Linked DNA regions of Zea mays: region 1 is linked to region 2. The links are chromatin contacts, called in public Hi-C maps. All regions are on one chromosome and are shown on one strand. Each heading gives the region's core, a stretch centred on a gene start, on an enhancer-like site or on the middle of the called end of the contact. The rest is flanking DNA. Distances are from core to core; before and after follow the strand shown.

What was found. Hi-C and Micro-C count contacts between places; a contact is called where the count stands out from the background.
Region 1: a contact with region 2 is called in a Hi-C map of leaf, with 4 times the contacts expected there. The contact joins the promoter of LOC541630 here to the promoter of LOC100857065 in region 2. A contact is called at or near these places in 2 of 25 Hi-C or Micro-C datasets (both in leaf).

What each region holds. Positions count from the first base shown.
Region 1 is chr8:164,144,846-164,150,486 of Zm-B73-REFERENCE-NAM-5.0, forward strand. LOC541630 (Two-component response regulator ARR9) reads right to left here and starts at 2,664. Exons shown (of 5, transcript NM_001153304.1): 1 at 2,494-2,664; 2 at 2,223-2,347; 3 at 2,017-2,094; 4 at 1,833-1,903. The coding sequence starts at 2,599. LOC100273137 reads right to left here. Exons shown (of 8, transcript NM_001147584.1): 6 at 5,442-5,585; 7 at 4,944-5,118; 8 at 4,541-4,851. The coding sequence ends at 4,699.
Region 2 is chr8:163,926,298-163,932,474 of Zm-B73-REFERENCE-NAM-5.0, forward strand. LOC100857065 (protein LATERAL ROOT PRIMORDIUM 1) reads left to right here and starts at 1,902. Exons shown (of 2, transcript XM_008658638.4): 1 at 1,902-4,499; 2 at 4,587-5,221. The coding sequence starts at 3,800. The coding sequence ends at 4,969.

The sequences.
Region 1 (5,641 bases), core at 1,414-3,913, 220 kb after region 2:
TGGAATATGGATAACGCTCCATTTTCTACATGTCTGTATCCAATTACAGAGTAATAGATTACATTGTATTGTAGCACAAACAAATACGATGCAACCTAATATGTTACCGTTGTAATTAAATCATGTTACATTCCTCCAAACCAAACAACACCTAGATTTTTTCTCCTATATCCTATTGTTGCGCCACATCAACAATATTTCATAAATTTCTATCTCCCATAGCGGTTCCCTCTATTTCTACAACCCATCATCCTAATAAAATATACATTTCCCTTCAACTACCACTCATTCTATTTTGTATTGTATTTTTTGCAAAAATAATCATACTTACTGTTTGGTTCAAATTAAAAAATTTAAAAATAAAAAATATTAATAAACATGGATGGAAATGCTTATTATTTATTACGCTGGAGACAGCCTAGCACTTTAAAAAAACTATTGTATTAGGATGGAGGGGTTGTAACTTGTAAATATGATATAAAGGTAATCGTTCCGAGAGATGGATGAAAATTTATGGTGTGTTTGGTTTGTGTAGTCATTCTATACTTTATGAGGTGATGCATCATAAGTTCATTTCATCAATTTTGGTGGAATCAACTCACTCCTCATGTATATACTAATTATTAGCCTATGAGTAATGGAGTGGTGATGGATCAACTCATTCTATTCCACAAACCAAATAAAAAAGTGAAAAGTGGGAAGAAGATGTATCACTTTATTCCTCAAACCAAACACATTCTGAGAGAATGAAATTTTACTAACCTGGCGGGACAGTGGGATATAGAGGAAGAAATTACGGAGAACCGCTGCCGACAGCGAGACGGACCTTTCCTATGCTCTACGTCGCTGTCACCCAGATATGGCGATCTAGTATGCATTCAATTCTTCCGTTCCGTTACACGGCAACGTCGAGCTGGAGCTGTTCTGGGGAATTCCTGGCCTTTTTTTCTGCCATAATTGTCCCGTCAAATCACGCTACTATGCTCCTCTTTTGTTCTCATCTGGAAAAAGATCAAATCTCTTGGTCGTCTGGCCGCTGCCGGCTTTGTTTAAATTGAACCTAATTGGCGGAAAGTGGATTGTTTTTTTAAAGTGTACGTGGTACTAGGCAGCAACTAAATAGCAATATTGTTAATTTTTCATTTTGGCAAAAAGTGAAAAGTTACGAGGCAGAGGAGGAGCGGATTAGCAAGATGGAAGGCAGAGTGTTTGCAGGGAGAATCTACTTATTTGCAAGCTTAAGACCTACTAACTGGACAAGTTTTAGACCTGCTAACTAGGCAGGCTTTAACTAACGACTCCCACTGCAAGGCACATATTTTCTCGGAGGCAAAAGTAGCAGATCTTTCAGCGCTCCGACCAATCAAGAAATCGATCCCAACATCAATAAACTAAATAAATACGTAATCCCTAGGCGGCTTTTTTGTAAAAAGAAAAAAGAAAACAAATTACTAAACAATATTCCTCACACATTGTCTCGATCCATTCTGAATCATTTCATGCAGAACTGGTGATCTAGCATGATGGCGTTAATATTCCATCTGCTCCCTTAACAGCCCCAACCCTTCCAGTTGGGAAGAAACAGGCAGCCAGGCAGGCAAGAACAACAGCACGGCTCCATCTGGTACCTCGACAGGCACCGGTCGGCTGATTCTACGGAGTATACTAAGCATGAAGAAGCAGGAGATGAATATCAGGTCTGCCCTATCTAGACTCTCCTCCCGGCTAGTTGCGTACTAGTGGACCAGCGAAAGAACTCGATGGATGCTGGTAGTGGCATACGCGAGTGAATGAGAAGGCGGTTTTAAAAATTGAATGCGGTGGGAGCTCACCTGCTGATCCGGGCAGGCACGTTCTCAGACGACATGATCACCACCGGAATGTCCTTGAGCGATGAGGACCCCTGCATCCCGGAATCGGCAAGCGGACCACACCACACCACGGGGGTTATTTTAATAAGTGAGAGCCCGAGCAATGGGGAGAGGGAGGGAGGAATTTAATTTGAGGCCCCCTCACCTTCACTCGCTTGAGCAGATCGTATCCTGTCATGCCGGGCATGCAGTAGTCAGTGATGATGAGACTCACGTCGATCTCCTGCAGCGCGTAGCAAGAACAAGACAGAGGTTGGTTGGTTACAGGCAGAACGGAACAGAAGAGAGCAGGGTGGGTGCCAATCCGAGCAGGCAGGCGAGAGGCAATAAGTGAGGGAGTTTCCGATTTACCTGATGGTCAGGGGAGGACGACGACGAAGATGATGAGGACGATGACGGCGGCGACGCGTCCTCCGCGCCGTTGTCCCTCAGCCCCAGCAGCTCCAGCGCCTTGTTCCCGGAATCCACCGTGGTCACTGAACCACAACAAGGGGTACGCGGTTAGAAACCGATGGCGAGAGGGGATTTCATTTCAACGAAAAAAACCCAAGGAGAGAATACGGACGGACGGACGCGCTGTCCCTGTCCTGTTTAGGCTGAGGGCCAGGCGGCGTTGGCTCACCTTGGTAAGACGAGCTCTTGAGCAGCATCTCGATGAGCTTCCTGTCGATGATGCTGTCGTCCACCGCCAGGACATGGAACCGCGACTCGGCGTCCAGCACCGTCATGGCTGGGGAGCGGAGGTAGGTAGAGCAGGCAGGATAGGTGGTTTCTACTGATGAATGTGGCGGCGGGTAGAGGGAGATGCAGAGGGAAGGCGGGGGAGGAGGGGAGGATATAGGCGAGCGGCGCAGCCTGGCAGCCATGGTACGGCACGGCACGTCAGACGCGCGCCCAGCCGCCCACGCAGCGGCGTGGCCTCGATCCCCGCCCCCACTCCCCTGGGAAAGCAAGATCCGACCGGATCACGCACCCGAATCTCCACAACTAATCGGCTCCATGATTTCCCATCCCCGCGACCCCGGCTCGTTTAAAGATCCATTTGGTTCGTTTAGCTCACTAGCTAGATCAGAAAATATATATAATAATAAATTTCTCATTAATTTTAAAGTAATTTAATAATAGAAAATAGTGATTATATTTATAATTTCAAATACAATTTCAATATAACGTCAAATTAGCATAACACATCAATTCACAATTCACATACACATTTATTAGTTTAATCGATAATTATATTCGCATAAATCAATTTAACACATAAACATAGTTCATTAATCATTAGTTTAACTTATAGATCAGACACCACGCATACATATAACATGTGTATCAATTATTATGTAAATGATATGCATAGTTTCGTTTTACTGAAATGTGTTAGCTCATGAGCTGGCTCATTAACAATCCAAGCTGATTCATTAACGAACCAAACTAAGATGTCAGCTTAGCTCGTGAAAAAAAAAATCAAATGAACCGATCCAAGCCAAGCCGAGCTGACCATGAACCGAGCGAGCTAACGAGCCACGAGCATTTCGTTCAGCCCTATTTCCTTGCTACTTCGCTCTTTGGGCCTTTAATAGGGCTGGACAAAATGCTCGTTGTTCGTCGGCTTGTTTGAACTTTTTTTCACGAGCTGGACTGACATCCTAGCTTAGTTTGTTAACAAGCCAGCTCGCGAACAAACTATATGCATACCATTTACGTAACAAATGATGAACATGTTATATGTATGAACAATGCCTATGTGTTAAATTGGTTTATGCGAATATAACTGTATGTTAAACTATATGTTAAACTGATGAATATGCGTGTGAATTATGAATTAATGAGTTGTGTTAATTTGATGTTACATCGATATAGTTTTAAAAATTATGAGTATAATTATTATTTTCTATTGTTAAATTAGTTTAAAATTAACTAAAAATTGATTATTATTTATATATTTTTTTACTTTGCTCATAAGTTAAACGAGCTAACTTAAACCCGTAAACGACCCGAGCTAAACTGACTCTATGAGTCAGCTTAAACTGGAACAATCCGAAAGATATTCAACCCTAGTCTCCACAGTCGATCGATCTGATTGATTGGACAGCTTGCTTGCTATGGCAGCTTCTGCTTTTTCCTTCAGCTTTTTACATTGATCTGTCATTTCGTTCTCGTTAACCGTACGTTACAAAATTTCGACCCAAACGACACCATAAAATTTGCACCTGCATTTTTAATCTCCTCTCCTACGCATGGGTAATCTGAACCTACCAGTGGAGTATAGCACTAGTAGGTTCAGTAAATGTAGATTTTTAAGTCAAAGCCCGTTGCTATTTCTCCAAGGACGAGCTCGTTCCTATTCCAAGTCATTTATTCATCCTCCAGATGGATGCAACTGGCCCTTGGTTTCCAAAAGGGTCACGTTGATTCTAGCAACTTGCAGGTAGGTACTGACATACTGTGTAGAGTAGTAGTAATATATGCACAAGTGTCACAAACAAACTAGTGGACGTGCCTTTACTGTATGTGTGCGTATCTTCTTCAGTTCGTCGCCACCACATGCACGCTGACATGCGTGATCTGCTTACGCAGATGGGCGGCGATCCACGCAAGCACCGAATCGCAGGCACCTGCCCCAGTCCAATCAGGTCGATGCATGAATTAGGAAAATCTCTTAATTAATTAGTACAGATCCCCAGCAGTCTGCATATTTATTTATTTTACTGAAGAAGAAAATGTTTTACCAAATCACATGTTCTTTTTCTTATGGGAAACCAGTCACACATTCCGCACCAAGGTTTGGCGGCTTATATATAGTATATCAAACAGAGCTGTAGCTCGCTCAGTCTTGTTTATCTTCTTCCCCGGATGCACCAGCAACCTTCGCTGCTGCGGATGCATAGCTCACGCTGCTATCCCTCATGTTCTTGCACTGGCTGGACTGCTCGTAGCGGACAAAGCCTATCTTAATTTTTGTCGAGCAATGTTTCAACATCTGAAGCAAACAAAAAAAATGCAGTGGCTGAAGTAAAACGGAAGGCATTCATCGAGAGTAGGTTTTTGACAAGCAGAAAGTCATTTACTTACGTGAAGGAAGACGCTGATGGGGTGGCGTCCGCATATGGTGTTCTCGTACTCCTGCAGGTATTCTTTGAACGCTACGGGATCGCCAGTCTCTATGATCTCCATGCCCATACGGTCCAAGGCCTCGATAGATTTATGGATGGCACCGTGCTTCTTTTCGTAGTATGTGTAGCTAAACCTGGTGTGAGAATGGGATCAATAGAATCATTTCCATTTACCACAATAGATGATGGTGATGAAACGAACCAACGAACAAAAGAGATCTTCAGATGCTAAAATAGGCAAGTGACAAGTTCTTGTAAGCTATACACACTGAGTCTGCGATAACAAGAGCATTGGACTACCTGACATACAAATTAACTTGCTCTGGCAATGGCGTGCTCATGTTACTCTGACCACAAGTTAATTTACTCAAAGATGTACAGAATTCATGATTTTTCTCCCACTGGTCATACAAGCAAGAGACACGAGTAAGGAGGCACATAAAAGCTAACCGCTTACCTGGATCCCCAATGGCAGAAGTCTGACGACACGGAAAAGAAGTTTTTTGGGTCATCCACATATTTGGAGAGCAGCTGCCCATACAAGGCTTCGTTTTGGGAGCTAAGTGCACCAACAAGGATAGGGACGACTTTCACATTATGTCTATTAAATCAACACAGAAAGAGATAAAATGTGTTTAGAGATTAGAGTTTGGTTCC
Region 2 (6,177 bases), core at 652-3,151:
CCCTATGTAAGCTCGTAACCTAATAATAATGTGTATTACGACAGTAAATATATTATACATTTTAAACTTAGAAAACTGGTAAAAAATCTTAAATAGGCGAGTTATATTGTTTAGGGGAGCCAGATCGAGAGAATGGTTGGAGACAACATGTTTGTAGGGGGGAGTAGGGATGAAAACGGTCGGTAAACACTAAAACCATTACCGTTTTTATTTTTTTTATCGGAAACAAAATCGAAAATGGTAACTCCGGAAACGGAAACAATATCGGTATTTCGGAAACATCAGAAACGAAAGTTTGGTGCGAAAAATGCACCGGTAACGGTCGAAATCTAAAATACGATCGGTAAACATATCAAACTTCATAATACAACGAAGTTGACAAAAGATCACAAAGACCACAAGTTCATAATTCATGATATAACAAGTTCACGAGGATCACAAATTTATAATATAAAAAGTTTACAAAGATCACAAGTTCATAATATAACAAGTTCACGGTATAACAAGTTCAAAAAGATCACAAGTTCACAGACTCAAAGTTCACAATTCACAATATCCACTCGATCTAGCTGACATGGCATGCTTACTTATGAAATATTTTTTCCTCACATAAAGAGTTTTTCACAACCTCACGGGAATACCTTAAAACCTAGTGTGTGGAAAAGACCAAATCGTTAATCTCAACTGCCTTCCAACACCATCTATCCCAAAAAAATCTTAAGGCGTCCGAAAAATATATAACAAGTAATCCTTATCTAGAGACGTACAGGCGATGCGAAAAATCACATGTTGGAAAATTCCGAGACACAATTCCGAAAAATTATGAGACCCGATTCCGGAAAATTCCGAGACACAAATCCGGTAATTTCCGAAAAAACCGGTAACCGAAGGAAACGATCAGTAAAACACCACGCCGATTCCGATAGAAAATTCCGAAAACCGATTCCATTTTTGAAAAAATACCGTTACCGATGAATCCAATCGAAAAATTTCGAAATCGGTTACCGGAATACCGAAAAATTCCGAAAACGTTTTCATCCCTAGGGGGGAGTTTCCTTTAAAAGATGTAGTGAGATATATTAGAAAGTATAGACATGAGAGACATATGAGGGAATGGTTGGTGTTGATCTAATAATAGGAGAAATGTTGTTGACACTTAGGATGAGTGTCCAATGGTAACCGACCTTAGATTGCGTACTCTAACATAAGTTAGGATAAAGCAGTGAAGAAAGACATATATCCATTTATTCATAATAGTTTTGATTGACATTTTCTATCCAAGACACAAAGGATTAAAATATTATTAAAATTAAGGTAAAAGCGTTTAACCTACATCCGACCTCTTAGAAGGTCTACATGATTAGAATTATAGGCCATACCATCTAACATATGAATTTAAGTCTCACTACTATACGAATGGTAGATAACAAAGATTAGATGACGATGGGATCTAAGAAGTCGCATTCAGCGTGATTGGACGTCCAGCTCGTGGGCGCAAGGCTCGCGGCGGCCTGGATGCGCAGGGATCCTCTCTCTCCGTATCTCCACGCGTACAAACTGACACAACAAAAAGCCACTAAGTTGCATCGGTGCATGCAAGCTCTTCTCCATACATACAACCCACCAATCATCGGTTAAGTGTGGTAAACGGAACGTGGAGGGCCTGGACGCACGTGGCTAGGTATCCAATCACGCGGATTGTTTCCCATTGCTGCATGTACGACCCAGTTTGGACATATGAGAAGAGCACACCCAATGCTAGTGAATGCAAAAAAGAATGAAATGATATATATATGTTCCGTCCACAGTGTTAGTTGAGCCAAAAGAAGAAAAAGTGATTCATATATGTATTCAGTTGGATTAGGGTAAAACAACATGGTAGATATGATAGAATTGTTTTTTGTTTTGCAAGCCAGATAGTATTATTATTATTATGTATTAAGCTGAATTAGGGTAGAACAACATGCTATCTGCGTATCCTGCACAGATCATTTTGGACATTTTTTTCCCGTACATAACAATTGGCAGAACAATAATTTACTTTCGAAACGAATTAGACTGTTCCGAGCTGGTCACCGTCAGATGCTTTCTGAAGCGTATGACATGGATGCCGCCACAATACTCATCACAATAGTGTGAGTGAGCGGTTGCTCCGCCGTTGGCCGCCGCTGCCGAGTGGAGCCAATTTCAGATCCACGCGTCGGGCGTTTGGCTGCGGAACGTTGCGGCAGAGAGGATCCTGCGGGGTGCGGGTTAGTGTAGTAATGGCACGACGACGATCGAAGCAGCTTGCAGCTGTAAAGAGGATATTTGTATGATCGGGAAAAAATATATATTTGAGGCTGCAGAAAGGAAGCATGCTTGTGCTTGGCGAGTAGAAAAAAACAAAAAGGAAGGCGTTCGCGGGCAACGGAGGAGAGTATACTACTGACCACAGTGGATGTCTGACCGTTGGCAAATGTGTGAGTGTGTGTGGATGCGTGGGATACATCGATTCCAATGTTGGCAGGAGGGGTAGGCAGCAGGCTAGCTAGCTAGATAGATCCCTGACCCTGACCCCTCCCGCTGAAGAGCGCTCACGCCTTCAACGCGGCTGCAGGATCGGCAGGAGCAGAAGCCATCAGCAGCAGCAGAAGAAGCTCGTCAGTGGTGCGCAGGGGGTCAGCAGTGGTGCGAGCTGCTGCAGGCTGCAGGGCAGGCGGCAGCGGCAGGGACGGGGGCAACAAGACAAGCGGGGGAAGAGGAAGCCAATTGGAAATCCCACCGCCAAAGATAGATAGGGAGTGATCGAGAAGATCTCACAGAGGAATTTCAGTGTCCCCACTCCGCCCACTTATATTCATAAAACCACCCCACCCACCCCTTTCTTTTCTCTTCTTTTCCTATCCTATCCTTTCTCTCTCTCTTGCAACCTTCCTCCTTCCTCCAGTTCCAGAGGAGAGAGACGCGAGAAGCTTTCTCGCTCTACTAGTCTCTCTCTACCATCCCTTTTCTTCTTCCTCTCCTCTCTCTCTTCCATGTCACTGTCCTAGGCTGAAGAAATCGCAATAAAAATCGCTAGACTAGCAGCAGCAGCAGGGCAGGAAGCGAGGTAAGGGGAGGAAAAAGACGAGCGAAAAGGGGGTGTTAGAGTTCCCCACTGAAGGCTGAGAGTAGATATTGATGATGATCATGATGATGATAGGAACAGGACCAGGTATATAGGGTAGGGGAGAGAGGAAGCCAGTGATTAGGGGGGTAGATAGAGAGAGAGACAGGACGCTCTACTGCACTAGCTGCGCAACTCAGAGAAGATACTCCAATACCCTCTTGGCGTGGGCGGAGAACCAGCAGCAAGTTCAGCTCAGCTCAGCTGGGAGGTGCCGCAGGAGGAAGAGGAGGAGGAGATTTTTATTCGGACCGGATCCACTGCGCGTAGCGTAGCCTCCTTTTCACTCCTACCTGCTGCCGGCCGCTGCCTGCCGCTGCTGCCGTAACGAAATCTACAGCGGCGCAAGCAGCGAAATTTTAAATCTTTGCGGCTGCTCCGACCGCAGCGAAGCAGCTCCCCACTCTCTCTCCGCTGCTGCCTCCGCGGACGGATTCCATCCCCGGCCCTATAAGTGTGGCTTCGGGACGGCGCTTCCCATCCGACACCGGCGCCTTCGCGGACTGGGTCGCCTCCTCCGCCGCCGCGGCGCGCGGGGACGACCTCTCCCTCGGCTTCAATGCCAGCGCGGCGGCCGCCGCGGCCGCGGCCGCCTCCGGCGCCTCGCTGGGCGCGGGCCTCTGGGGCCCGGCGTCCTCCGCCTCCGCCGCCATGCGCCAGGCGGCCGCCATGAACTACGGGATGGCCGACGTGGGGATGGTCGTCGTCGCGCCCGCCGCCTCCTTCCACCACACGCACCACCACCACCACCACCACGAGGCCGCCGCCGCCGCCGCCGCGGCTGCGGCGGCCTCCGGCGACCCCATCTTCCCGCTGCTCTCCGGCGGCCCCTGCGTGCTTGATCCGGACAAGTCGGCCTCCGCCAGCGCCATCCAGTTCTGGCAGCAGCAGCCTCCGCCGCCGTCGTCGCCGGCTGCTGCAGCGGGCGCTAACCCTAACCCTAGCGCCAGCCCCTTCGCCTACCTCAAGAAGCCCCTCCCGATGCTGGACGCCGGCGCCGGCTCCTCAGGCTCCGGCGCCACCACGTGCCAGGACTGCGGCAACCAAGCGAAGAAGGACTGCGGCCACAACCGGTGCCGCACCTGCTGCAAGAGCCGCGGCTTCGACTGCAACACGCACGTCAAGAGCACCTGGGTCCCCGCCGCCCGCCGCCGCGAGCGCCAGCAGCTCGCCGCCTCCGGCTCCGCCTCGTCCTCCCCCGCCACCGCCTCCGCGGCGGCCGTCGCCGCGTCCGCGTCCGCGTCCGCGTCCAAGAAGCCCCGCCTCCTCTCGTCGCAGACCACCACCTCGCACACGTCCACCTCCAACGCCACGACGCCCCGAAGCTTCGACACCACGTCCAGCCACCAAGGTACGTCCTACCCGCCATTTACCGAGCAGCATCACGCCGTCCACGGTCGGATCCTTCCCACCCAAACCGTGTCTCGTCGCGCTGCAGACGCGTCGTTCAGGGACAGCCTCCCGAGGCAGGTGCGCGCGCCGGCGGTGTTCAAGTGCGTGCGCGTGACGTCCATCGAGGACGGCGAGGACGAGTACGCGTACCAGGCGACGGTCACCATCAACGGCCACCTCTTCAAGGGGTTCCTGTACGACCAGGGCCCCGACGACGGGCGCCACGCGGCCACCAGCAACGACGACTGCACGGCCGGCGGGGTGCCCAACATCTCCGAGCTCCATCTCGGAGCGGCGTCTGGTTCCGGCGCCGGCACCGGCACCTCGATGTCGATGGCTCCTCCCACGGGGCTGTACGGTGGCGGTGGCGGAGGACATCATCCGCACATTCTCGGCGGGTCGTCGAGCTACGGTAACACCATGAACTGATGGAGTACGTTCCTTCCTTGTACACCGGAAGAGTCCCGGCCCGTTAATTTCCATTCCTTGTTGCTCTTCATTTTCCACGCTATAGTAGCAGAGTTCAATTTTCTCAGCCTTGTCACTCACCCGGCGCCATAGATAGCAGGGCATCAATGCATGGTGTTATTCTGTTCTACCTCCTTCATTCCATCGTCCTACTGTGTTATTTAGCCATTCGTTGGTGTATAATAACATCGATGAGTTGTTTTTTCTTCTTCTTCCAGTTGTTCTACTGCTATAGCAAGTACTGCACTGCTAGTTCTTTTCCCCCCTATCACACTAGTTGGGTACGTACGTAGAGAGGAGAATAATTGTTAGTAGGAATTGGGAAGAAGATACTCTCGGTAGTGCAAAGATTAAATTTTTTACCATTGTGCATAAGATATCGCCTGCTAGCTGGTTCCCAATGCCTGTCGTTCCGTTTCCACATTTGGGGATGCGGTGTTCTCGCCATGCGGGTCACCTCCTCCTCCTGCCTCGTGATTGATACATGTTCAGCATCCGGAGCTGCAATGTTTGACTCCTCCTCCATCTGATTGGCCCGCCCTGCCCTTTTGCGTGCCTAATTTGGCTTTTGCTGTGAGCATGAGCTCCACTCGTTTTCCGCTGCACAGTTCCCTTCGTTCGGCGTCTCCTCGTTTTCTATGGGTAGGTTAGGTGTGGAAGGCATATGGATTCTTGCCGCCGTCTGGACGGCGGAGGAGGAGCATCTTCTATTGCTGGGCGCATTGGGACTTGTATTCTGGAGGGGAGGCCGGAGGCCAATGTGTAGTGCATGCATGTGATGGGATAATCATCCGGCTAGGCTATTAGGATATTATAAGCCATGCCGATCGCGCATGTGTGTGTTACTTCGATCCTTATCCTACTACGTTTACAGCCGCGCGCCTGGTTCACCGCCGGCTGCTTCCTGACGTACTAGAAGAGGAAGAAGATGAAGATCATGGCGCGCAGCTTGCTGCTCCCCTCTTCTCTTTATCTTCTGTGCGAAGCCCCCATATTTATTCCTTGTGCCGGATCTCCTCGTGGTTGACAAGATGTGAAACGAAAGAAAGTTGTCCTCCACGGTAAAAGCATTGCCATTGCCATGCATGCACTGAGAGAGCCTGTGCTTTTTTTTGTTGGGGTGGACGGGCTGTTCGATTTGGTTCGCTGTCTTCCATCGCAGCGGCAGC